Regions from separate parts of the Sus scrofa genome. Here region 2 is linked to region 1. A link is a contact called in public promoter capture Hi-C data. All regions are on one chromosome and are shown on one strand. The core of a region is the stretch at or near the end of the contact, and the rest is flanking DNA. Distances in the headings are between cores, read along the strand shown.

Region 1 (4,642 bases), core at 1,467-3,966:
GTGGCTCAGTAGGTTAAGGGTCTGGTGTTGTCACTGCTGTGGTTCAGGTTCCATCCCTGGCCTGGGGACTTCCGCATGCCATGAGCGTGGCCAAAAAAAAGTTGATTTTTTTTTTCCTGGTCTTTTTTAGGGCCGCACCCGTGGCATATGGAGGTTCCCAGCCTAGGGGTCAAATCGGAGCTACAGCCGCCAGCCTACACCACAGCCACAGCCATGCCAGATCTGAGCCGCATCTGTGACCTACACCACAACAGCTCATGGCAACACCGGATCCTTAACCCACTGAGCAAGGCCAGGGATCGAACCTGCAACCTCATGGTTCCTAGTCGGGTTTGTTAACCACTGAGCCACAACGGGAATGCCATACATTGATTTTTAAATCAACTATATTTTAATTTGAAAATATATTTCAAAATAAAAAGAAAAGTATGCGGCAGGGGGCAGGGGGCAGGCGGAGACTCTGGGGTGACAGGACAGCGCTGTCGGGAACGTGGCGAAGGTTCCAGGGGTGCGTGCTTGTCTTGGGCTCCAGCTCCACCCTTCAGCACGTGAGGGTTTCGGTCGTGAATAAACTTGTGGAAGAAGAAGGCGGGGCACCAGAGGGGGCCAAGCATCTCCGAGGGACCCGGGAGGGAGAGGCCCGGGAGGGCAGGGGACGTTCTCGGGGACATGTGGGACTTCCTACTGAGACGCAGGAGGGGCCACACCAACACCCGTCCCCAGAGTCTGCGGGGGGTGGCAGCAGGTTCCCGGGACAGGAGATGGGCCCCTGGCCTCTGCAGGTGTCACGGAGGGAAGAGTGTCCAGACGGGGTGACCCAGGACCGCCGAGGGGCGCCAACAGCCCTGGGGACAGGAGGGTCGCCCGTCCTTGGCCCAGCTGCCCCTGAGCCTGCCGTGGCACCGGCCCGGCCCACGTGCACCAGGCAGCCCAGCAAGGAAGACCATCTTGCCCAGCCTGCCGCAGCCCCGGACCTCCAGGTGTGGCCCGTGCCACAGTCGCAGGCAGGACCCTCTCCGGGGGTGGGGCAGCGAGGGGCGCAGAGAGGGGGCAGCAGCTCTGGCAGGGGGTCTGGGAGAAAGGAGAGGCGCCTGTGTCGTTGCTGTGGCTGCTTCAGGCTGGGGGTGGGGGCGGCACCAGATGAGCTGGGGGGATGCAGGCTGGGACGTGAGGATGATGGGGGGGTCACTGGGAGGGGCGGCCAGGGTGAGGCCACCGCACTCGGGGCCCCACGGACCCTGCAGACAGACAGACGGCACAGCCCACCTGCAGGTAGGGCAGACCCGAGCCCCAGTGGGACGGGATCCCACGAGGACCGGTCTGGACTCTTCTAGAACCTTCCCTTCCCCCATCCAGCACCCCACTTTGGCTCCCCTAAGGTGACAAAGCTGTGTGATTCCAAGACTAGGTCACAGGTCATAGGTCATTGGCTGTGGCCTCAATCTCTCACTCACTCACTCTTTTTTTTTTTTTTTTTTTTTGTCTTTTTGCCATTTCTTGAGTCGCTCCCACGGCATATGGAGGTTCCCAGGCTAGGGGTCAAATCGGAGCTGTAGCCACCGGCCTACACCAGAGCCACAGCAACGTGGGATCCAAGCCGCATCTTCGACCTACACCCCAGCTCACGGCAACGCCGGACCCTTAACCCACGGAGCAAGGGCAGGGATCGAACCCGCAACCTCATGGTTCCTAGTCGGATTTGTTAACCACCGCGCCACGACGGGAACTCCTCACTCACTCACTCTTGAAGCTTAAAAACACAAGTCCCCCAAGCCGGGGTTCCTGAGGTCGGGGGTCCGAAAGGGCCCCAGCAGTCCCCCGCCACCCCCGGGAAACCTCCCTGTGTTAAGGTCACACGGTGAGCTGCCTCTGTTCCATTTTCTGCCCTAAACGCCTTGTGCTGGCACCTGACACCTGCACAGCCTGGCGCTGTCACCCTGCCGACCTCCCCGGGTTCCCAGGCCCGTGAGTGTCCCCACTGTTCTCCCTTCGCCGGTCAGGAGGCCACTCAAAGTTGATGCCGTGGGGCTTCACCGCCCGCGCACCCTGCGCCGGATGGGGCCTGCTAATGCCTCCCAGGTGAGCCCCGCTTCCTCCTCCAGGACCTCCAGCCTGTGCCCGCAGGGAGGGCCTTGACACCGGCCACTCAGCTGAAGGATCCGGAGGCCGAGCAGTTCCAGGCGTCCTCTGTGACCGTAAACCCGCAGCCGTGCAGTCTGCCCGGTAGTGAGCAGCCCGTCGGGGGAGGTGTGCACGTTGAGGCTGGGAGGGGAGGGGCCCACAGGCTGCCTTGGCGCTGAGGTTTGTGTGGGACACAAAGCAGCCCCGGGGACAGGCCCCTGGTGAGGGGCCCAGCGGCAGGACGGGGCTGCACGGCCTCATGTTGGGGCAGGTGGCACGAAGCAGGCCCAGCCACTTCTGGAGCCAGCAGCCCTCCCAGCCCCCAAAGCTCACTTCCAAAGCAGCGCCTCCGCCCCTCCCAGCTGGGCCACTGGGGTTTAGGCGACCGGAGTGTGGCCCAGACCGTCGGGGGCTCGTGAACCTGGCCACCTGCTGCCCATCAGGCCCTGCTGCAGGTGGGCCCTTCTGAGCTACCAACCCCATCCTGCCTCCACCTGCGTCAGTGTAGCAAGTGCCTCCTGCCTGGGGGTGACAGTGGTTGAAAAGCCACCAAGGAGCAGACTGTCCCCCAGGCAAGCCCACCGATGGGGCCTCTGAAGCCCCAAGATCTGAGGCATGTGCCGTGCAGACCCCATGGGCCACGCCTGCCTGGTGTCCCCCGGGCCCCCGGCAGAGAGAAGCTGGCGGACGCAGATGGTGGTGGGTGTGGAAGAGGCCAAAGAGGTGCTGCAGAGGGAGGCTCCGATCCTGGGGAGGGCGAGGCCCCAGGCCCCCGAGCTGGGCTCTGATGGGGAAACCGAGCAGAGGCCGCGAACCGGCCGCCAGGCTGAGTCCTCCCCAGCGAGGCGAGGGCCGAGGGTGCCCAAGTGCAGGCCTGGACGCCGGCCCCCGGCCCCTGGGCCCCTGCCGCAGACTCGACCCCACATTCCACGCACGCCTGCCGCTTTAAGCCGCCTGGCCGTCCCCTGCAAACTGCTCATTCCACATTCTCGGGGTGGCGGGGTGGGTGGGGTGCCGGCACGCCCTCCCAGGAGGCCTATAAGGCAGAGGGCGGCCCTGGAGGGGACTGGGGCCTCGCCACCCGCCGTCCTCATGGCTCCGCTGCTCTTGGGGCTCCTGGGGCTCCTGGGGCTCTGGGGGCTGCTCTGCACCTTCGCCCGCACCCCCTCCCGGGCCCCTCGCTGGCCCCCGGGCCGCGCCCACTGCCGCTCATCGGGAACTTGCATTTGCTGCGGGTGTCACAGCAGGACCGGTCATTCATGGAGGTAGGTCGGAGCGGGCGTGGCCTCGGCCAGGATCTGCGCCTGGGCCAGCGCCGGGCCCCCTGCCAGCCCTGAAGCCACCCCAGCCCCAACTCAGCAGGACCCCTGTGGAGTGGGAGGTGCTGGCCTCCCAGGGGACACAGGAAGTCTCAGTGCCTGTCCTGCCTCGGGGAAGAGAAAGACACTCCACCCCAGAGGGAAGCAGGTGGGCAGTGCAAGGAGCAGGGACCAGGAAGCAGGCCAGGAGGGCTCCCTGGAGGAGGCAGCATTAGACGAGGGCACTCCTGGGAGCAGCACCCCGCAGCAGAGGTCTGGCACCTGAAAGAACCAGGAGCAGGGCACACAGGTGCCTGTGGGGCAGGGGGGAACTGCCGCTGGGTATGGCCCCCCTCGCCTGGGCTGCAGGCCGGACCCCAGCCCAGGTCGAGCTGGCTGGCTCGAGGATGCAGCAGAGGTGCAGGCCTGGCCCTGGCCCTGAGCGCTGTCCAGCCCATGAGGCTGCCTGGTGGCCCCCGGGCCCTGCAGGTGGGCGGGGAGGAGGGCAGGGCAGCCCTGGCTCCCAGGGGAGCCGTGACGCACAGAGTGCCCTGGGCTGCAAGAGCCACCCCACCAGGCTGCAGGCACCAGGGTTCTCAGGCCCTGGAGGCCACCGTCCATGTGCTGGGGGCTGCAGAGCGGGCAGTGAACCACACGGACTGAAAGGCTCCTGGGGGACCTGGGGGTGGGGCCGTGGGCTGATGCTGTCCTGTCCCCACCAGCTTGCCAAACAGTACGGGCCAGTGTTCACTGTCCACTTGGGGCACCAGAAGATGGTGGTGCTGACCGGCTACGAGGCGGTGAGGGAGGCCCTGGTGGGCACCAGGCAGGAGCTGGCCGGCCGGCCCCCCATCGCCATCTTCCAGCTCATCCAGGGAGGCGGCGGTAGGTGTGCGGCTCGGGGCGGGGCAGAGGCCAGCTCTGCTTCTGGGGCCCACCGGGCACGGCGGCTGAGAAGAAGGGCCCTTGCGTGGGGCAGCAGGCAGGGGCGTGCCCAGTGTGGTCCTGTGGGAGCGTCGGGGTGTCCATGTGGCAGGGTGGGTGCACACAGGACCAGGGCACACCGGAGGGGACCGGGCCAGCCAGGGCCAGCTCCGGGGGAACAGCCTTGGGGACGGGAGTGAGTCCCCCGCTCCCGCCCGCATCTCTGCGTGCATCCGGCCCGCAGGCATCTTCTTCTCGTCAGGGCCGCGCTGGAGGGCCGCCCGCCAGCTCACCGTGCG
Region 2 (4,665 bases), core at 2,134-4,633, 69 kb after region 1:
GGGATCTGAGCCACGTCTGCAACCTACACCACAGCTCCTGGCAACGCCGGATCCTTAACCCACGGAGCGAGGCCAGGGATCGAACCTGCAACTTCATGGTTCCTAGTCGGATTCTTTAACCCCGGAGCCATGACGGGAACTCCTCAAACGTCATTTTCAGAGCTGACATTACTTGCAGAAAAGCTAGTGACAGATGCAACATAAAACACAAGGCGAGTGAGGGGCGAACCTGGTCGGAAGCGCCCATCCATCGCTCCTGCTGCATGGACAGCACGGTTTCCAGGGCTGAGCAGAGAGCGCAGACCTGCCAAAAAGCTCTCTGGCTTTATGAAAGCTGCGCCTTCGAGAGCTTCAATTTTTTTTTTAAGACCTTACTTTTTTTTTTTACATGTATTGACTTTTAGCTTCCTAACAAAATTAAGAATTTGAGAGCGTCTCCATTTATCACCTGCCCCCAAACATGCCCAGCCTCTCTCCGCAAGGGGGGTCAGGACGGGGCGCTCAGGCTGACACCCAAGGCACTGGCTGCGAGAAGGCTCACCCTGGGGCCCCCGGCGCGTGGTTCACACAGACGGAGGACGCACCGTCGTGACAGCAGCACGCGGGACGGCAGCACTGTCCGCTCCTGCCGCCCTGGCCACCTCGAATCCTTTCCCGGCTGCAGTTCCGTCTTCTCCCGAAGGTCGTGTAGCTGGAATCGGAGCAGCCTCTTCAGACTGGCTGGGCTCCCCAGGGGGTTAAGCCCTGCGCTCTCAGGGCCTAACACTCACTCTTCTCGGCGCTGGGTGGGCCCCGCAGTCTGGACGCCTCCGTCACACAGAGGGGCCAGCCTGGGTGATGCGCGTGCAAACGCCACGCAGCCGTCACCTCCGCGCTCCTGCCCCATTCACACCCCTTCACAGAGCTGTCCCTGTGCTCCTGCGGCACGTGGGGGTGACGGGGCCGCGACGGGCAGCTGGGGCTCGGGAGGAGCCATCGGGCAGGGTCACGGCATCGGGGCCGCCGTGGAAGCCCGCTCCTTCGAGTGGCCGTCGCTGACGGGAGCTAGGCCCTGGACCCTCACTCTCCTCGCCGAGTGCTCTCGCCCACCACCGTCCTTCATAAGGACACGGCAGTCGCCCTGGCGGGTAGGTTAAGACGCATCGTCGGCAGGGCTCCTGGGAGCGCTCTGCTCAAGCTTGGCGAGTCGGGGTGGAGAGTGGCTGTGACACCCAGGACCCTGTGGGGTCTCCACACACTGTCACCAGGCACCACGCAGGGCCCGCCGGGGTCCACGCCCTTCGGGCAGCTTCAACCAGACCCCATGGCTGCTACCCAGACCTGGGGGGCTTCCCACGGGCCCCCGCCCTGGGGCTGTCCCCAGCCTCCCAGAAGCCCGTCCCCTAAAGCCGCAGGGTGGGCCGCCTGCCTCAGGAGGGGCACAGAGGCTCCTCTCAGGCCGACGCACCAGCCCCTCCCGGGCTCCATCCAGTCTTTACGGTTGGGGCAGGAGCGCGGGCTCCCTTATGCTCACCGCGCACACGTGAGCCAAGTGCGACGAGCTGAATGACCTCCCAGCGCAGGAGCCAACGGCGGCGAGTGAGTTGCAGAACCAAAGGAAGCGGTGGGATGGCCACGTGCGCGCAGGGCCCTCTGGGGAGACAGACAAGCCGAGCCAGAGGATTTGCTGGCTTCTAGTATTTCGGCTACAGGAACAATTTCAGAACCCAGCCCCCAGGAATGTGAACTGATGGCTCCCAAACTTTCTTTGTAGCGGCAGCAGAGCCTGGGCAGTTCCTGTCGTGGCGCAGTGGAAATCTCACTAGGAACCACGGGGGTGCGGGTTCGATCCCTGGCCTCACTCAGTGGGTAAAGGATCCAGTGCTGCTGTGGCTGTGGTGTAGACTGGCAGCCGTAGCTCCGATTTGACCCCTGGCCTGGGAAGCTTCACATGCCGCAGGTGCCGCCCTAAAATGACAAAACAACAAAACACAAACATAAAGGCGGGTGGGGGCACCGAGGGCGCTGGGGCGGGAGGCCCCAGACCCCAATCCCCGGCACACGGGGCTCTGGTCCACTCGCCTCACATCCCACGACACCCTGGGGACACAGAGCCCACAGGAGACTCAGAGCCGACAGACAGCAGCAGACACACGGGGGTGCCAAGCAGCCAGGTTCCTGGCGGCCGGAAGGATGGCGCTTCACCCAGGAAGCCAGACCCTGACTTAAGGAGAATGAGTCAGACCCGAGGGGCGGGCGGGGCGGGGTGGAAAAGCCACTTCCTGGGGCTCCGCGCACCTCCCCCCAAGGCCCCCACCGCCCCCCCCAGCCCAGGACACCAAATGCAGGCCTGGGACAAGGCCTCACCCTGGCATTCTAGCGCATTCCCGCCCCCACACCCTGCTCAAGGGAGGCTCCTGCCAACAGCAGCCCAGCCCTGGGGCCACTGCCTCCCAGGGCAAACCCGCCAGGCCGCACCTGCTAGGCCAGGGCCTGCAGGCGCACATGGGACTCGAGACCCCAACGGGGATGGCAGACGGCCCTCTGTCCCTTACGCTAACCGCCGTGGGAGGGCTGACGGTACTTTACCAGCGAGGACCCTGCGAGGAAAGAAAAGGGCCCGTGACCTCGTGGCCCCAATTCACCTCGGACTCTGAGCCCAACGTGCAAAATCAGGGGTGTGGCCACGGGACCATCGGCGCCCAGGTCCTGTGTGTGAAAGCCAGCGGCCGTCGGGGAGCGACCTTTCGGTCCTGCTGGGCCACGGGGCCCTCCCGTCCCCTCCCTTCCTCTGTGAGAAAGGAGCCTGAATTCCCAGAGGCGAGGACGCTGGTCTGCCGTCTTCTGGGTCGGCTGGCTTTCCCAGGGAGGCCGCTGTTCCTCGCCGCGGCATCTCGTCTCCGAAGGCATCGGCCTGTCCAGCGGCGAGCAGAGCGAGCCTGGGCTGGTATCGACACCAGCGGAGACGCGGGGGTGCCGCGCTCAGGGCGGGTGGCGGAGCCGAGGGCCGTGGGTTCCCGCCAGGCGGGCGTGGCTGGTTTTAAGTGACGTGACTTGGCTATTTCGGGGTCTACATTTTTGTTTGGCTTATTTATTTATTTAACTTAAGAGGAAATTGTCCTTTCTCATGACTCATTTCTCTCAAAATGGTGTCTCCAGCATTTCTGGTGCCGGCATCATCTTGCGTTTGCAGCTGGCCAAAAATAGATCTAAAATCAAATCAGCCGCCTTTGATGCTGTCGTTTTAAAAGCGAACCTATTAGAATCACAGCTGGGAAAAACCCTGAATATGAGTGTTTTTCCAAAAAACATTCCACCCAGTCTTCTGGTGCAACGCAGGTCTGTTTCCCAAACACAGTCTGAAGGCCGTCCAGCCGGCGTCGCCGAGAAGGGCTTCAAGCTCATTTGTCCTCGGCTCCCAAGAGCAGAGGCTCAGGCAGCGCCCGGTGTCTGGCCTCCCGCCCCAACGGGCCCCGCTCGCTCAGGAAGGGCTCTCGCGCGCCCGCCAGCTCCGAGCACCCGTCATCCAAGGACCACGCAGCGCAGTCTTGGGGCTTCGACACTCCGCGAAGGTGAGGCTCCAAGAGGAAAACACGGGATGGGGTCGAGCTCGGCGCTGATGACAACCACAGCGGGCGCCGACCGAGCACCCGCGGACGCTCAGCTCCGCCAGCCTCTCGGAGCCGACGGCAGAGCCGCAGCCCCCAGTAGGTGGGGCACTCGGACGGTGGGCACTGGGACCTGGGGGTGGCGTGAGAGCAGGCAGAGAGGAGAAGGGCAGTGGGCACGGCGGGCGGGGGCTCCCGCTCCCCGCCTGCAAAGCAGGCGTGCTCAGGTGGCCTCAGGGCAGGGCAGGGCAGGGCAGAGCGGGACCGGGCCACCGGGAGCCGGAGAAGCTGACACCTAGGACAGTCTCATCTGAAAGACAATCAAAGACCCACTGCCCATCCCTCCAGGCTTCAGAAAGAGGCCCGCACCAGCGAGGAAGGAAACGCAGTTAAGCCAGACGCTTCCGTGAGGACAGCGCTCACCGGCCCGGCGGCGTGAAAGAAAAGGGCCAGCAAGGAAGGGGTTAAGGCCGGACTTCTGGGGCCGCGGGCGGCCGCCTATAAAGCCTGCGGCCGCCAGGGGCTGCCTCCCTGAGGACGGCTGGGGCTCGGCAGCCCTGCGGCCAGGCCTCCTGCGCCCCACAGCCTTCCTCCGAGCTCCCAACGCCCCACCGCGGGCCAGTCTCAGCCGCGAGCACATCCCGGGGCTGGCGGAGCTGCCCTCTGCGGGACACGGTGCAGGTACGTGCGGCCTGGGCTCCGGCTCGGCGGGCGGCGGTGCCGGGATGGAGCTGGCGGGGTGTGGCAGCCGCCGGTGGCGGCGGCGGCGGCGGGGCAGATGGGGGCTCCCTCGGCCGGCCTTCGGTCGGGGAGGCTTTGCAGGAAGGCTCTTTTTATCCCACAGGCTGAAAACACTGTTCCCCAGGTGTGTCCAAGCAGGGCTCCCTCGCACTGGGAGGAAAAGGGCCAGGGCGCTGACCGCTGCCACCTGGCTCCTCCGAGGCTGGCTGCCAGCGCCAGGCTGCCTCGGTACATTCAAGACACACACCTGACTGAGCTGACAGAAACAGGGTTCGTTTTTCTAGATCTGGCCAAGCAGTGAACGTCTGAAAACGACACCCAAGTGCTGAGTGCTCAC

The links. Promoter capture Hi-C pulls out the DNA fragments that hold promoters and counts their contacts.
Region 2: a promoter capture Hi-C map of liver shows a contact between it and region 1, with 3 times the contacts expected there. The contact joins the promoter of GPER1 here to the promoter of LOC100522669 in region 1. A contact is called at or near these places in 3 of 5 promoter capture datasets (fetal liver and liver), 7 of 47 Hi-C or Micro-C datasets (blood, epiblast stem cells, fetal skeletal muscle and 4 more) and 1 of 2 datasets of contacts at active chromatin or transcription factors (skeletal muscle).

The regions. Positions count from the first base shown.
Region 1 is chr3:639,281-643,922 of Sscrofa11.1, forward strand. It overlaps LOC100522669 (cytochrome P450 2W1), which reads left to right and starts at 2,717. Exons shown (of 10, transcript XM_021085945.1): 1 at 2,717-3,310; 2 at 3,313-3,386; 3 at 4,142-4,304; 4 at 4,588-4,642. The coding sequence starts at 2,737.
Region 2 is chr3:708,044-712,708 of Sscrofa11.1, forward strand. GPER1 (G-protein coupled estrogen receptor 1) reads left to right here and starts at 3,384. Exons shown (of 3, transcript XM_003124244.5): 1 at 3,384-3,551; 2 at 3,936-4,268. The region is part of intron 2 of C3H7orf50; the gene reads right to left.